Regions from separate parts of the Zea mays genome. Here region 2 is linked to region 1. Evidence: chromatin contacts called from public Hi-C data. All regions are on one chromosome and are shown on one strand. The core of a region is the stretch at or near the end of the contact, and the rest is flanking DNA. Distances in the headings are between cores, read along the strand shown.

What was found. Hi-C and Micro-C count contacts between places; a contact is called where the count stands out from the background.
Region 2: a Hi-C map of tassel shows a contact between it and region 1, with 2.6 times the contacts expected there. The contact joins the promoter of LOC103643463 here to the promoter of LOC100283898 in region 1. A contact is called at or near these places in 6 of 25 Hi-C or Micro-C datasets (bundle sheath, ear, leaf and 3 more).

Annotation. Positions count from the first base shown.
Region 1 is chr1:238,041,046-238,048,145 of Zm-B73-REFERENCE-NAM-5.0, forward strand. It overlaps LOC100283898, which reads right to left and starts at 1,693. Exons shown (of 2, transcript NM_001156796.2): 1 at 1,512-1,693; 2 at 1-304. The coding sequence starts at 1,547.
Region 2 is chr1:238,217,468-238,224,832 of Zm-B73-REFERENCE-NAM-5.0, forward strand. It overlaps LOC103643463, which reads right to left and starts at 2,926. Exons shown (of 4, transcript NM_001363833.1): 1 at 2,726-2,926; 2 at 2,274-2,632; 3 at 2,006-2,152; 4 at 1,599-1,917. The coding sequence starts at 2,817. The coding sequence ends at 1,793. It overlaps LOC109943513, which reads right to left and starts at 5,091. Exons shown (of 1, transcript XM_020546764.3): 1 at 4,287-5,091. The coding sequence starts at 5,043. The coding sequence ends at 4,441.

The DNA of each region.
Region 1 (7,100 bases), core at 443-2,942:
CGATCATCGCCTTGACATCAGCAACACTCTGGGATTTCATCACATTGAGCTTGATGGTCTTCCAAACAGAGGGGATACTGACAGAGATCTGCATCCCATCAGTTACATAAAGGTCGACACAAGAGTTTGTCATGATGTTGTAATCAGCAAGTCTGTTGTCCTTCTCCAAATGACTTCCAGCAAAAAAGAGCTCTTGCTGGCTATTGTCAATCCCCTCTAAAGCACCAATCTTAGACTTAATCTGATCTATGGTATCAGTGGACTTCACGTCAAGCAGAACTGTTTTCATCATCCTAATATAAATCTGCAGAGAGGACAGCGGAACCAAAAAAAAATAATAAGTAATCTTCAATCTTTCATAAAAAATATAATGTGTCGAACTTTGCAGTAAAAGAACATCAAAGCAAGAATGCAGGTAGTTGTACAAAGCACAAGAAAATAATAAAAACTGATCCAGTAAACACCACACATAAACCTTAATCCCTTTTGGTATTACCTACTTTCCTTCACAACGTATAGCAATAGTTAGTATCCAACCAACTCGTACCACTATCCCTTTTTGATACTATAGCAATTAATGCTAAGAATGCTGATGAAATCTTAGTGCTAAATAACTTCCAAGAACTTGTAAAGGTTGATGCTAGTGCACAGGAGCAAGTGCACATTGTACAGCACCGACTGCAGTTACTTTGAGGAACCAGTTGCAGCGTCAGACGACCTGGTGTTCAGATGAAGCTCCCGACCACCATGTAACTGTAGTCCAGCTTATGAGCCCTTTAACTCAAGACTCACATAATCATCTATTTGTTTTCTGGTAATCTAAATTTCCACGGCTCTTGTTCAAAAAAGAATATCTAAATAAAACCCTGTTTTTTATATCAAAGCCTTGACTTTGTGTTTAGTCCTGGACAAAAAAACTCCCAAAACCTGGCAGCCAGATTAAGACCCCTCTAGATTATATAAGTTGGATTATAATAGAAGAGTAATATGTTAAAATATCATTTTGGTATCACAAATAAGCTGCTAGCTTATTTGTTGTACCAAAGTGATATTTTATCTTCCTACTCTTCTACTATAATCTAACTTATATAATTTAGAAGTAAAACAAACAGACCTAAGAGCAAAATCCTCACAAAAAAGGCTCAATATGCAAACGACGTCAAGAGCATTGACGCACAAAACCTGCTTCACCACTAGTACTCTGTTACAGAAAGTATCACGCCGCGACCAAAACCGTCTCGAAAACCGGGATAAACATGGATACCGCCCTACAAGGCTAAACTAAACCCAAAACCCTCGTCATGGTAGAAGCGATCGATCGGGCATGAAAACCGGGACCCCAATTCGGCCGCGAACACCACCCCGCACGCGCTCCCCTCGCATCCTCGAGAGGTGTCGACGTCCTCGGACCTCGGTCCTCCCACTCCTGGCCGCGACCCGCACTCCGACCCGCCGCGAACAGACGACCTAACGGTACGGTGAACCGAGGCCCAAGAGGAAGCGATGCGAACCTTGTAGTTGGGCTGCTGGCCCTGGCGGGAGTCCATGGCGTCCCGCTTCGTCCACCGCCGCCGAGTCGCCGCGCAAGCTCGTGTGGTGGCGTAATGGCAGTAGCACTGTAGCAGCAGCCAGCAGGTGGTGAGCAGGGGGAAAGCTTTCGCGTTTTTCCTTCTCCTTGCTTTTCACTACAAATGGCCTTTTCAGTTCCGCTCTCACTGCAAATGGCGTAGCGCCCGCTGGTGCCATGGATGGGCCATTCTAATTTGTTGCGTCTGGCTGGGCTTTGCACCCGAACCACCTGTCTGGGCGCCTGGCGCAAGACGCTTGCCAGGCCCAGCACTTGATGGGCCGAGATGGGATCCTATATGGCACACTCCACAAGATGGCGCGAGAGAATCTCAGTGAGGGATTGTGATATTGTTTGGAGGCAAATAGAATAGAAAATCTTAAATGAATTGATACTAAAGGAACATTTGAGAGCTGCTACTTTGAGGCTAATCATAAAGCTAAAAAGATAGGATTGTTCAAAAGACCTATGTTTTGCTTGACGAAAATCTAAGTCTAGACAAGAATGTTGGGACATTGTTGAAGGGTACTTTTATGAGAATGGTGAATGATTTTCTATTTAGGACGGGATAGGGTTCCGATAGATCTAGATGAAGTCCAGGATTGCTATGGGGAGTAGAGATTATCATATAGAACTTTCCATTTTAGCTACTGCTATTTTATGTGGTTTGTGGAATGTACGAAACAAAATAGGGATAGAGCATCACATTTTCGAAGAGTTCTAATGAAAACTTTCATAAAATCTTCACTTTTTTTACAGAGATGGCACTTTTTTGAGAGAGAGAGAGTGGGATGTCAGATTTTTGGATGATAAGTTGAAGACGATGAAATGGCGGCTTCAAGGGTTTTGGAGAAGGGCCGAAGACATGGATGTTGAAGATGTTCTGTAGGCTAGTTATTGGTAGTTGATTCTGGTTGTTGCTTCAGGTTCAGGCCTCTCTGGCGTCTTGTCTTCTGTTTCTTTGTTCGCTTGTTTCTGTCCCGCGGTCTGCTTTGTAAGATGGTTTATTTCACAGTAGATTAGTGGTTATATATGTGATGACTCTTTAATTTTAGCTTCTATAAAACCTGGTTCACTCCCGTCGTCAAAGAAGATCTCAGAGAGACGCAACAATCAGAAGGGAAACATTCTTCTTTGGGTTAAGTTCGCGACATGGTTGGTAGCCAATCACCATCGTCTCCCGCAACACACAGCCCAACCCCATGGATCCTTCCTCCCACACCCGTTGCAGTACCGTGGCACAGTTGGTTTATAGCGCATCAAATGGCTGGTGCGGACGCCGTGGTCCCAGCTCCCAGCCAACCAAAGGCGCCAATGGCTCCATCGCCGGCCGGCCCGCCGTGGCGCCGGATCCAGCGCCGAACCGAGCCATTGTACCTGCCTTGCTCTATAATAATTGTACTGTAGGCCCGTCCTTCCTCGGTAGCCTGTACGGCTGTAGCCATTGGACCAGGAGACCATGCACGCATGTGCCTGATGCTCCCTGCTCCTCCTGTCTCTCATCAGCGAACTGGGCGCTGCAGGCATGGAGAGGCCGAGAGAGCTAGCTAGGCGGATGGTGTGCGAGCCGAGCTACCTCTCTGAAAAGGCCTGCGCCGGGCCTTCAATTCGCTTGAATTAAACCATGGGCAGTTCAATTCGCCTGAAACAATTCACCTACCCCTATATACTGGCATTCTTTCAACGCGGTCGATCGGCGCAGTTCTCTCTGCTCGTATAGCCGAAAACCATGGGCAGCGCACCAGCGCTAGGATATACTGAAACAGTGGGTGCTGTTGCTCGCTCAGCTCGCTCGGGTGGTATTTGTATCAGGAAGCAGCAGCAGGCCGGCTTGATTTTTCATGCATGTGCAATGTGTCTACTGTTGTAAAATATAATATTAACAATAGAGATGTTAGCGTTTCGATCCGAGGATCCAACCAACTAGTGAATTAGTACTGTGTGCCTAGATCTAGATGTGTGATGCAAGGAGACACAAGTCTTTATTCTGGTTCGGATAAGAGAAGCTCCTCCTTCTAGCAAAGGAGAATGAGACTTATATTACTTGCACACAAGTGGTTGTAGTATGGGATACAAGCCGGTAGGGAGAGGGAGAAGTTTTCAAGCTCCTGTTGATGATTGAGGCAAGTGTCAATATCAGTCGTAGAGGTAAAAACCGCGAAGTGTTCCCCTCCCTGAATGAAGCCATGGGCTCCTCCTTTTATAGCCTCAACTCAAGGAGGGCTCCGAGGAGCGCCATGGTTTGTCGCGTAAGGGAGAGGAGATGTGTCCGAACCTCTGCAGCCGATATAGTCGTCGATACGGCCTTCGTACTTGCTGTTGACTTGAACTGGGAGGAGGATGTCTGATCCTTGTATTTGCATCTTTGACCATACAGAGAGCCGAGATCAGGGTCCGGGGCTCGGACGCGTACCCAAGCCTGCCTGATGGAGGAGTTGTCCGAGTCGTAGTTATTGCCACAGTGTTAAGCATGGTGAAAAGTGTGTGGTAATTCGCCCCACATGCCTAAAGCAGACTTGACGTTCGTCATGTAGCCATCCTGTTGCCGGCAGCCTTCGCAGAGGAGTTGGTGAAGTCCTTTAGTCAATGTTACCTAGGCCGAGGCCAAGCTTGGGCGAGACGAAGGTTCCTCCCTAGGCCTTGGTCGAGCCTGCCTCGAGGCGTACAGTCATATTGGGAGGAGGTAGCACAGTTGTCAAAGTGGCCCCTGCGGGATTCGCCGGGAGTTGTTGTCGGGTGATTGGCAAAGCCGAGCTCGGACGAGGCAAAGTTTTCTCCGAGGCTGAGGCTGACTTCAAGCAAGGCGGAGTTCCCTCCTAAGGGTGAGACCATGCTCTGTCGTACGCACGTCCCATCCAGAGTTGTTTGAACTCAGCAGACGACGTGGGGGAGCAGTGGTCGTTATTCCCGCGTGTGCGTCATCGTAGTTGGTGAAAGTGATGGTATTGTGGTCATGTCGCTCCCTGTTTGACTGTAGCGTCACATGGTTAGGTATTCGCATTAAATGTCCATGTCTCCGCGATTCCCGTGACCTTTGACTGAGGGCGGACTCGGGGTTGTCCTCCTGTCCGAGACGGGCTCGGGGCGAGGCAAAAACCATCATTCTGTGAAGAGGGGACCTCGGGTGAGACGAGGATTTTTCTAGGTACTACTTCTGCCCGAGGACAGGCTCGGGCGAGGCGGAGTTTCGAGCTACCGTCGGGCAGGGTCTCGGGCGATTCGTGACTTATACTTTCTTGACCTCAAGGAATGTGTCTTATGGTAGTTTAGGTGTTAAGCGTGTTTAGGGGCATAATCTGGGTATCTCTAATTACGATACCCGACAAGAGTCAAACATGATCTTTTATGCATTCTATCTTCCAACCACGTGTAGTTGATACCAAGAAGTAGATGTACAGTCTGACCTAATACACAAACCATCACACTCACAATAGCCTACTCGTTCGGGGCACGAACACTACAAAATGATGTACTTACACCTCACATACGGCTGTGATCTAAAGAGCGAGAGGCAGAGGAGGGATAACACACTAATGGTGTCCGTATGAACAGTACACATCGGAATTGTAGTGCCAGCTAGATTATTTCTAATCATCCCTAAATGATCCCTCACTTTACTATAGAGATGTTACCAATGGACTATCAAGCTCATTAAGACTCTAAAGGCCTCGTGAATCATGTCCCATCTATCAGAGTCTAATAATGGATCCAATCCAACTATCTTTAGGCATATATTCATCATTCTCATAGTTGCACTAGAGTTAACTATTAAAGTATCTTTATATTCTTACCTCTTAAAAATGACCTTGTAGGTTCATCCAACCAACAGTCATGACCCAAAAAAATATTTTCGATCAACTATTAGCATTGACCTTATAACTCTTAAAAGTTCATGAAAATATATCTCGCAAAACCTATGCCGCTCATCAATGTTGTCTTTCTGCCACTCGACACCTAGACAAGTGCAAGGCGAGTGAAGTGCTACCCTCGTCAATTCGGCGATATCTCGCACCACAACCAAGAGGTGATGTAGAGCTATGTGTTCATGATGTTTAGTGGGTTATGCGTTTGTAATCTTGTTCACCTTTGTGTTCATCAATCGATGAGTAGTGAGAGAACATGGGGTATTACATATATTACAACCTAAATATCTTTAAACTATTTGTGTGGTGGCTCCTAGTCGTACCTAGGTTTAACACATCGCTGACCTATGCCACTTTCTCTCTCCTATAAAACCCTTGTTTTGAGTAATTTACATGCACTAGTGTTATTTTATTCACTGTATGAACAATGGATAAATCACTCATAACAAGTAAAAGTGTGTCTACATAAGATGTTAAATCTATCTTAAACACATCTAGTAGAAACAAGGAGTGAGAAAGTCATCATTACTCACAACTGGATTGCTCCATCCTAGTCGAAGATGAGTTCGTGGTGTTGTTAAAGTCCATAGACATTATACTACAGATCAACTCGGTGAGCAGTCACGTGATCGCTACCCAAAAACCTGAATTGCTCCAACCCGTGCAGATTTTTTAGCTGAGCGAGGTTTTAGAGACACCGCTCTCCTCATCACCATTGTTACATTAGCATCAGGAATGGAAGAGTCTGAGATCGAGTAGCACCAAGGACTCTCTTGTCTAAAATCATAACTTGTAGTAGATTGGTTGTTTATTGTGCCTTTTGGTGAGATCACCTTTATTATATATGAGGACTAGGCTTACGACAACAATACACAAAAAGGTAAAAAAACTCAATTTGTTATGATTAAGAGCACCTAGAGGGGTGGATAGGTAATCCTGCAAAAACTTAACTCAAATAACACAAACCTGGTCTAAAATATGGGTTAAAGTGAAACCAAGTTTGAGGGTAGAGAGGAAGAGAGAAGTTCCTTTCACTTGATTGATCTATCAAGATTTAATTGAATACTTAAATCAATATCACAAGTGAAGAATTGGAACGAGAAAGAGATAAAAACCGCAATAAGGTAAATGGCACAAGAGACACGACAATTTTTATCCCGTTGTTCGGTCAAGCGTAATATGCTTGCCTACTCCACATTGTGGCGTCCCAATGGACGAGGGTTGCACTCAACCCCTTTCAAGTGATCCAAAGATCAAACTTGAGTACCAAGGGTCTTCCTTATATCTCACAATATCCTGGTTGTGAGGAATCTTCACCCGTGGGTGTCTCTCATGCCTTACACAAGTGATCACAATCAAAACCGAATTAAGGGAGGGAGTAGAATACACACACAAGAGCATAACACAGCAACAACACACACAAATGCAAATAAGAGAGCGCAACAACAAAGCGATGGAGTAATGACTCAGAAAATATGCTCGAATCTCTCTCAAACACTTTGAAGTCATGGTCGCAGAGTCTCATAGTTGTAGTGTGCTCAAAGTATGTTTGGTGGTCTGCTCCATGCGCCTAGGGGTCCCTTTTATACCCCAAGGGACCTAGGAGCCGTTGCTCCTCCATTTGGAAGGTCCTAGTTGCCTTCTGTCATGGGGTAGTCCTTGCGTCCCTT
Region 2 (7,365 bases), core at 1,676-4,175, 180 kb after region 1:
TCACAATGCTGATGCAGATGGCTAGGATGAGTGGCCATTGTACAGAGATATGTCTGAGGGCTCGTTCTGTCTTTCTATTTCACTTTCTCCCATGCACCCCATTCACAAGGACAGGGAGCGGTGGGTCATGCCATGCTTTCTTTGATGGGCTAGCAATGACACTCGGTGAGCTGTAATCAGGTGATTTGAGTGAGGCCCTGGTTCCTTTCACACGATCCAAGTTTGGGGTCTACAAGGAAAATGAACCACGGGCCATCTGGCTAAGTGATTTTGGTTTTTGATGATCAACACAACCTTGTGGACTAATGTTTTCCAAGTCTTTGTGTTTTGTAGTTCACAGGATGCGAAGAGGTTTGGACTAAGGCCTTGAGGATAAAACACCTCAAAAGAAGACATAAAAGATACTTAGAAGATCAATAAAAATCAAGCACAAGTTCAAGACTCAAAGCTAAAAAAGCCCAAGATAAAGATTGAAGAAAAAGAAGAAATGAACAGTCAGCCAACGCACTAGTGGCACATCGGACAGTCTGCGCAGAGAGTTCCGCAAACGGACTCTCGGGAGCTGGTGCACCGGACTGTCCAGTGCGTCCGACGACAGAAATAGTTAGCTTTCTGTCCAACGACTATATTTGAGGGGAGACTATTTATACCCCTCCAACCGGCACCTGAAAGTGTAGGAGTCTAAGCAACATACCAACACATGTTATAGACATTTCTAAGTGCGTAAACACCCAAGTGCTCAATAGAATCACTCGATAATTAGCGTATGTGCTTTCCGAAGTGCTTAGGTTAGTTAGACCGTTTATGTGATTGCTCTAGGTGAATCCTAGTTAGTTGAGTGAGTTAGAAAACCCCATACAACCCCTCGGCTCTTGCGTGTGTCGTTGTAATAAATATTGTACCGAGTGGGGCGAGACCTTGACAACCGCGTTTGTGTCACGACTACTACCATGTACCGGAGGGAACTAGGCCCATGGCATTTCGGCCGTAATCTCGACACTGGAGACAACGGGGAGCGTCCGAGAGGAGCCGAAAGTAGAGCACCACTTACGCATGGAGAATGCCCACGTCTCTCTATGGAGTTACTCGTCTGTGGTGCTTGGCCCTTATGTGGTCTACCCTTTGCGTAGAGGCACCAACAAGGATTAGTTGGGACCTTGCGTATCTCGGTAAAAATAATGGCGTCGTCCACAGGAGTTTACATCTCTAACATTGCTCTTTACCTTCAACATTTATATTAAGTACTTAAGTTTCTGTCTCTCCTTTCTAGTTAGAATTTAGGATTGAAGCTTAGATTGTAAAACTCCTTTTGCGGTAGAGATAGCAACACTTAAACAAAACCTAGTTATTTAGGTCAGCTGGTCCCCAATAACTTTCTAAATTTCTAAAAAAACATTGTTAATAAATGTAATTCTATAGTTTAGATTTAGTTAGTAATGATGATAACTCGATAAAATATTTGTTAACTTCGCTACCGATCGAATATGACTGGTCATACAATTTGCACCAATCGCCCCACTGCCTTTGCAATTACCATACCTAAACATGCAAGAACCACATGAAATTCGAACAGGTCTGAAATATTTTTGGTCCAGTTTGGTGAGCCACAATATTTCATGATTCCACTGGAAACTAAACTGTTCTTTGAATTCCTAATATCAAACACAAACAGAGCATCACTTGCCGACTAATATAGTTCATTTATTCCTAGTAACTAGTAGTAATACTCTGCCGGTTGCCGTGGCCGTGACGGGGCGGTTCTGCTCTGCAGACGGCCGCGACTACGGCACGGCTAGTGCCACTCCAGGCCGCCGAGCGTGACGGATCCCATACCCTCCCACATGTCGTCCGTCCAGCCGATCTCTTCCCCGTCCACGCCCTCCTTGTCGCCGTGCCACCACCCGCCTCCGCTCGCGTCTGCCACCGAAACAAACCACTGCGTCGATTGCTGTTTGCTCCAAGACTCACCGGCCGTTAAGAGTTCGGGAGAGGGGATCGATCTTACAGTGGTTGTACAGAGCGCGGCCGCCCTCACCCTCACCGCCGCGGGAGCGCCTCGCACGCCCTCGCGTAGTCGCCGACCGCGGCCTCGGATCGTCGCCGAGAACCACCACGCGTCTGGCCTTGGCCTCGCTCATGTACTCGTGGCCGCCTGAATAGACCGATATTGCCGTCATGGCGTCATCGTGTGAAAGGCTGACACGAGGGGAAGGTCTCGGAAGTCGGAAAAAATTTGAGCGAGATGCAAGAGGAGCATGGTTGGTTGGACGCACCAATGGGGCTCTTCCGCTTACTCCTGGGCCCGCGGCGGCTCTCCGCCCCGGTCTCTTCGACGTCCAGCCGGGCGTCGCCTGCACCGCCGAGTTCGAGGTCGCCGTCTTCCCCTGCCTGCACGCGGTCGCCTTCCGCTCTCGCCCGTGGGGCTGAACTGTGGAACCGCTTGAAGACCGCGGCGCTCAAAGCGCCGCCGCCCCCGTCCTTCCCCGTGGAGCCCACCGAGGAGAACGCGCTCGCCTTCTCCTTAATGGTCGTCTTGGTGACTCTGACAATCTCCCGTTTCGGCGGCTCCGGCGAACAGATCGGCGCCTCCATCACCGCCGCCGGCGGTGGTGACGGTACTCCATCGACAACCCTAACACACGAATAGGAGAATGCAAGGAACGGAGATTGAAGTGCTGGCCCGGAGGGGGCGAAAATTGGGATGGATGCGAATCAGACGGCATACCTGGGCTTGAAGAGAAAGGATTTGAGCGTGGTCTGCCCATTGGACGACCGCATCGCGCTCGGGTAATTCTTCCGGTGCTGCTGCCAATTCATCCTACCTCCCTCGTTTCCGTTCCCCACAAGCGCTTTTGGGATTTGGCTCGTATTTTTTTCACCACCCGTGCAGCCAGGGGACCGTAGTGTGCTCTCGTTTTGAAATTTCATATTTCCCGCCAAGGTCCTTCAAATTTCAGGCTCTCCCGCGCACACTAAGGTCCCGTGCACCTAAACCGGTCCCGAATTTTTTGTATTTTATCCCTTTCTCAAAAAAAAATTCACATTTAGACCTTAAAAGATTTTAATGTCATTTTTGAACCCTTTGCTCGGCGTCATAGCCTATGGCGCCGACGTAACACATCTCGGCGCCATAGGCTATGGCGCCGAGGTACGTGCTACGCTGGCACAACATGAACGACGTGGCGTCAACGTGGTACCGAGCTCGGCGCCAAGATCTATGGCGCCGAGCTCGGATGTGTAACAACAAAGTATGTCTAGCTCAGTCGGTAGAGTACAATGCTTTTAACCTTGAGGTTGTGGGTTCAAGCCCCATGGTGGACGTTCAATATTTTTTTTGTCTTTGTCACTAATTTTTTTTTGTTGTCTATATTTTTCGTTTATGTCGCTGATTTGTCCGCCAGATTTATTTATTCATCTAGATATTTTTTGTTTTTGTTTTTGTTTATTCAAACTCCGTGACGCAAGTACCATGCACATAAGTAACCCACCTTATGGAAGTCGGAGTACTTTATAAAATCATCAAGTCACTGTTTATTTATACCTAGTATATTTATATTTTGGACTCTAAAACTCCAATAATCTAATGTATTCGAAATTATACTTTTTAATATTAATTAAAATTTATCATAGCTAAACCGGTAGCCGCTAACCAGTGCAAGTATATTTATACTGGGAATATGTGTGCTTCTTTTTACTGAGAATATGTTATTATGTTTTTAGAATTTATGTTCAAAAGAACTCAATGAAAATATAATATTTTTATGTGGTCATGATTGAAATAAGAGTGTTCTCATTTGATTTTTATTGTGGTTAGCTGAACAAACAAGGGGGAAAGTTGACGGCTTGCGGCCAATGTGGCACACAGCCGCTGTGCTCGCTGGATAAACAAAAAAATATGGACGGATAAACAAATCAGTCACAAAAACAAAAAATCTGGATAAGAAATAAATCTAGACGGACAAATCAGCGACATAAACGAAAAATCTGGACAACAAAAAAAATCAGTGACAAAGACAAAAAAAAAGTATTAAAACAAACTGAGCTAGACAAGTTTTGTGTACATTATAGAGCTCGGCGCCAAGATCTATGGCGCCGAGCTCGGTGCCACGTCAATGCCACGACGTCCGTTTGTGCCAGCGCAGCACGCACCTTGGCGCCATAGGTTATGGCGCTGAACTGTGTTACCTCGGCGCTATTGGCGATGGCGCCGAGCAGAGGGTCCAAAAATGACATTAAAATATTTTAAGATCCAAACGTGTATTTTTTTCTGGGAAAGGGCCAAAATATAAAAAATTCGGAAACCGGTCGGCTGAATCACCCTTCGTATCTGGAACTGGAACCCATCTCGACACTATTCTTGTAGACAAGGTATGCATTACTAAAATCATATACTACAAAACATCAATAACTCCAACAAGAAAGCACTAACATACATTTTGTCTAATTTTGATTCAGGAGCCTCCGGTACAGCCAGAGTATGAACAGCAGCTGCACCGCGGAGACAAGCAGGAGGATGACCAGGAGCGTTGGCCCGATTCTCCACAGCCTCCACTTGTTATTCGAGCCGCGCTTCCTGTGCCGATGGCGCCGCCGAGATGCCATCCTGCGCAAGTGCCGCATTGAGTCGACGAGCCGAGCGCGCAGGGTGTCCGTGTCGGTGTCGACCCACACCGCGGTGTACACCTTTGGCGCCTGCTGAGAATCGTCGGCCTTGGCGTCGATGGAGCATGGCGCGTCCTTGTCGATACGGCTATCGTTCAGCGTCTTGTTCATCGACAGTTTTTTTGCCATGGTGGCTTCTGCCTTTCTCATGGCTGCTTCCGTGATATCAATGGCGTGAGTTATAGGCTCCGCTGCCTTCAACAACAGGGATCGGTTGATGTTCGTGTCTGTTTCACCAGATGAACATTTCGCTGATTCACCAGCACATCTGCTGCTGGCTGTCTCCGTGACCTTGCTTTCCATGCAGAGGCTTTTCTTCATGGATGAAGCGTCTGAGTCACCACCGTTTTGATCTGCAGAAGCTGCCTGTAGCGTCTTCATTTTCTGTTGGTTGCTGCAGGCAAAACCGGCAAGCGATTTGCAAGGACCTTGTTACTACACCACCAGCTACTGATCCATCACCAGGGGAGACGTTGAAGCCAGACTTGGTGGAGAAACAGGTCGGTCGCAAGCGCCGCGCCAATGTCCGTATTTCTGGTCCTGAGTGGGTGTAATGTCTTGTGGCTGACAGGCGGGTCTGGGCTACCAGTGCCTGCTAGTATAAATAATGAGTGTGTGTGTTCAGGAAGGGTATGCTTGTAATGAAAACTATTCTGAATCTCTAAGAAACTCTCCGTTCCCTGCCATTCTCTTCTTCCCCAAGCTATCCCCTCTTCTTCTCCTTAGGTAGCTAACAACCTGGTATCAGAGGGCTTCGTTCCCTTGCGATCTATGGCGTCCCCGTCCCAGATCGATCCCACCTTGACCTTGGCGCTGGAATCCCAAACCAGAGCCCTCCTATCGGAGTTGGACAAGAGGCTGCAACTCCTCGACAGCAAATGGGAATCTCGGGTCAGCACTCTGGAGTCCAGGGCGACGGAGGCTGCGCAATCCTTGTCGGAGTTTTCGGGCACCCTTCGTGCTGATGTTGAGGCACACCTTACCGCTGCGGATGCCTCGACGGACGCCAAAATCGGGCAGATCGAGGCCGACCTGGGTTACCGGGTGGCGGCGCTCGAGTCTACCGCGGGCATCTACGAGTTCTGGCGTCCACGCGTGGATGCGTCCCTCGATGATCTCCACTCCTCCGTGGATTGGCTTCGATCGGAAGTGTCGAAGATGGAGATCCAGTGGTCCCGGGGTGCGCGCGCCGACGGCTTCCACATGCCGGGCGTGCTGGGCGCGCACGGGTCGGCACCGGGACGCTCATCTGTCGCCGGGGATGTCGCCGACGGCCCTCGTTTTGGGCACCGCAACGACTCACATCACCGGGATAGCGGACCTTGGCACCCCGGTGCTGACGCCCGCTACCCGGTCACGGGTATGCACAACCCCTATGCTTCTCCTTCGTTCACCTTTCCCCAACCTGGTAGTGTAGGGTTTAATGAGCCAGATCCCCGTGGATGGTCGCCACGCCAGTTGGGAGGATTGCCTAAGTTGAATTTTCCTTCGTTCGATGGATCCAATCCGAAACTATGGCAATCCAAATGTGAAAAGTATTTCCATATGTATGCTACTGAAGCATCTATGTGGGTTGAAGTGGCTACAATGCATTTTGTGGGAGTTGCTGATCGTTGGTTACAATCTGTCGAACCACGACTTCCATCCATGTCGTGGCGACAATTCTGCCAGTCCATTAATGATAGGTTTGGTCGTGAGCAGCATGAGTTAGTAATTCGTAAGCTATTTCACATTCGCCAAACCTCCACGGTGCAAGATTATGTGGATCGCTTTAGTGAGCTTATTGATTTACTGGTCACTTATGAACACACCACTGATCCATTATATTATACTATGAAGTTCATAGATGGCCTCCGTGATGACATTAAATCTGTTATTCTTGTTCAACGTCCGGGCGACTTGGATACTGCTTGTGCTTTGGCATTGTTGCAGGAGGAGGCGGAGACCTCTCGTCGTCGGGAGTCTGGCCGCGTGGATCATGCACACTCTACACGGGCTGTTTTTCAACAAGGCCAGCCTTCTCGGTGGGGAAAACAGCTGGACAGTTCCAAATCAGCTGCGGCTACACCACCTGCGTCTGCTGACAGCAAGGTAGCATCATTGCGCGCTTATCGGCGAGCACGAGGCCTTTGTCAGTTCTGTGCTGAAAAATGGAGCAAGGGTCATAAGTGTGCGAACACTATTCAGTTACATGCTGTCCAAGAACTGTGGGAAATGTTTTCTTCGGAACCCCAGGAATCAGAGGGCGAATTTGAAGATTCTGCTGAAACCTTCATGGTCCTGCTGTCAACAGAAGCCATATCCCCAAAGAAGGCTCCGTCTAGATCCTTCCGGCTTCAAGGCCAGCTTCAGGATGAGAACATGTTGATACTCTTGGATTCGGGCAGTTCTCACTGTTTTCTAAACACTTCTCGCACTTCTTCATTGTCTGGGTTCGTGAGTTTGGAGACTCCACTAGCAGTAACAGTTGCTAATGGTGGAATTCTGCATTGTCCATTGGAGCTTCCCAATGCTACCTGGTCCGTTCAGGAGTTGGAATTCTGTACAACATTTAAAGTCATTCCCCTTCCGTATTATGACATTATCCTGGGTATGGATTGGCTTGAGCAATTTAGTCCCATGATGGTGGACTGGAAACACAAATGGCTTTCTATCCCTCACTCTGGACAGACGGTTATATTACAAGGTTATGAACCCCTGGTT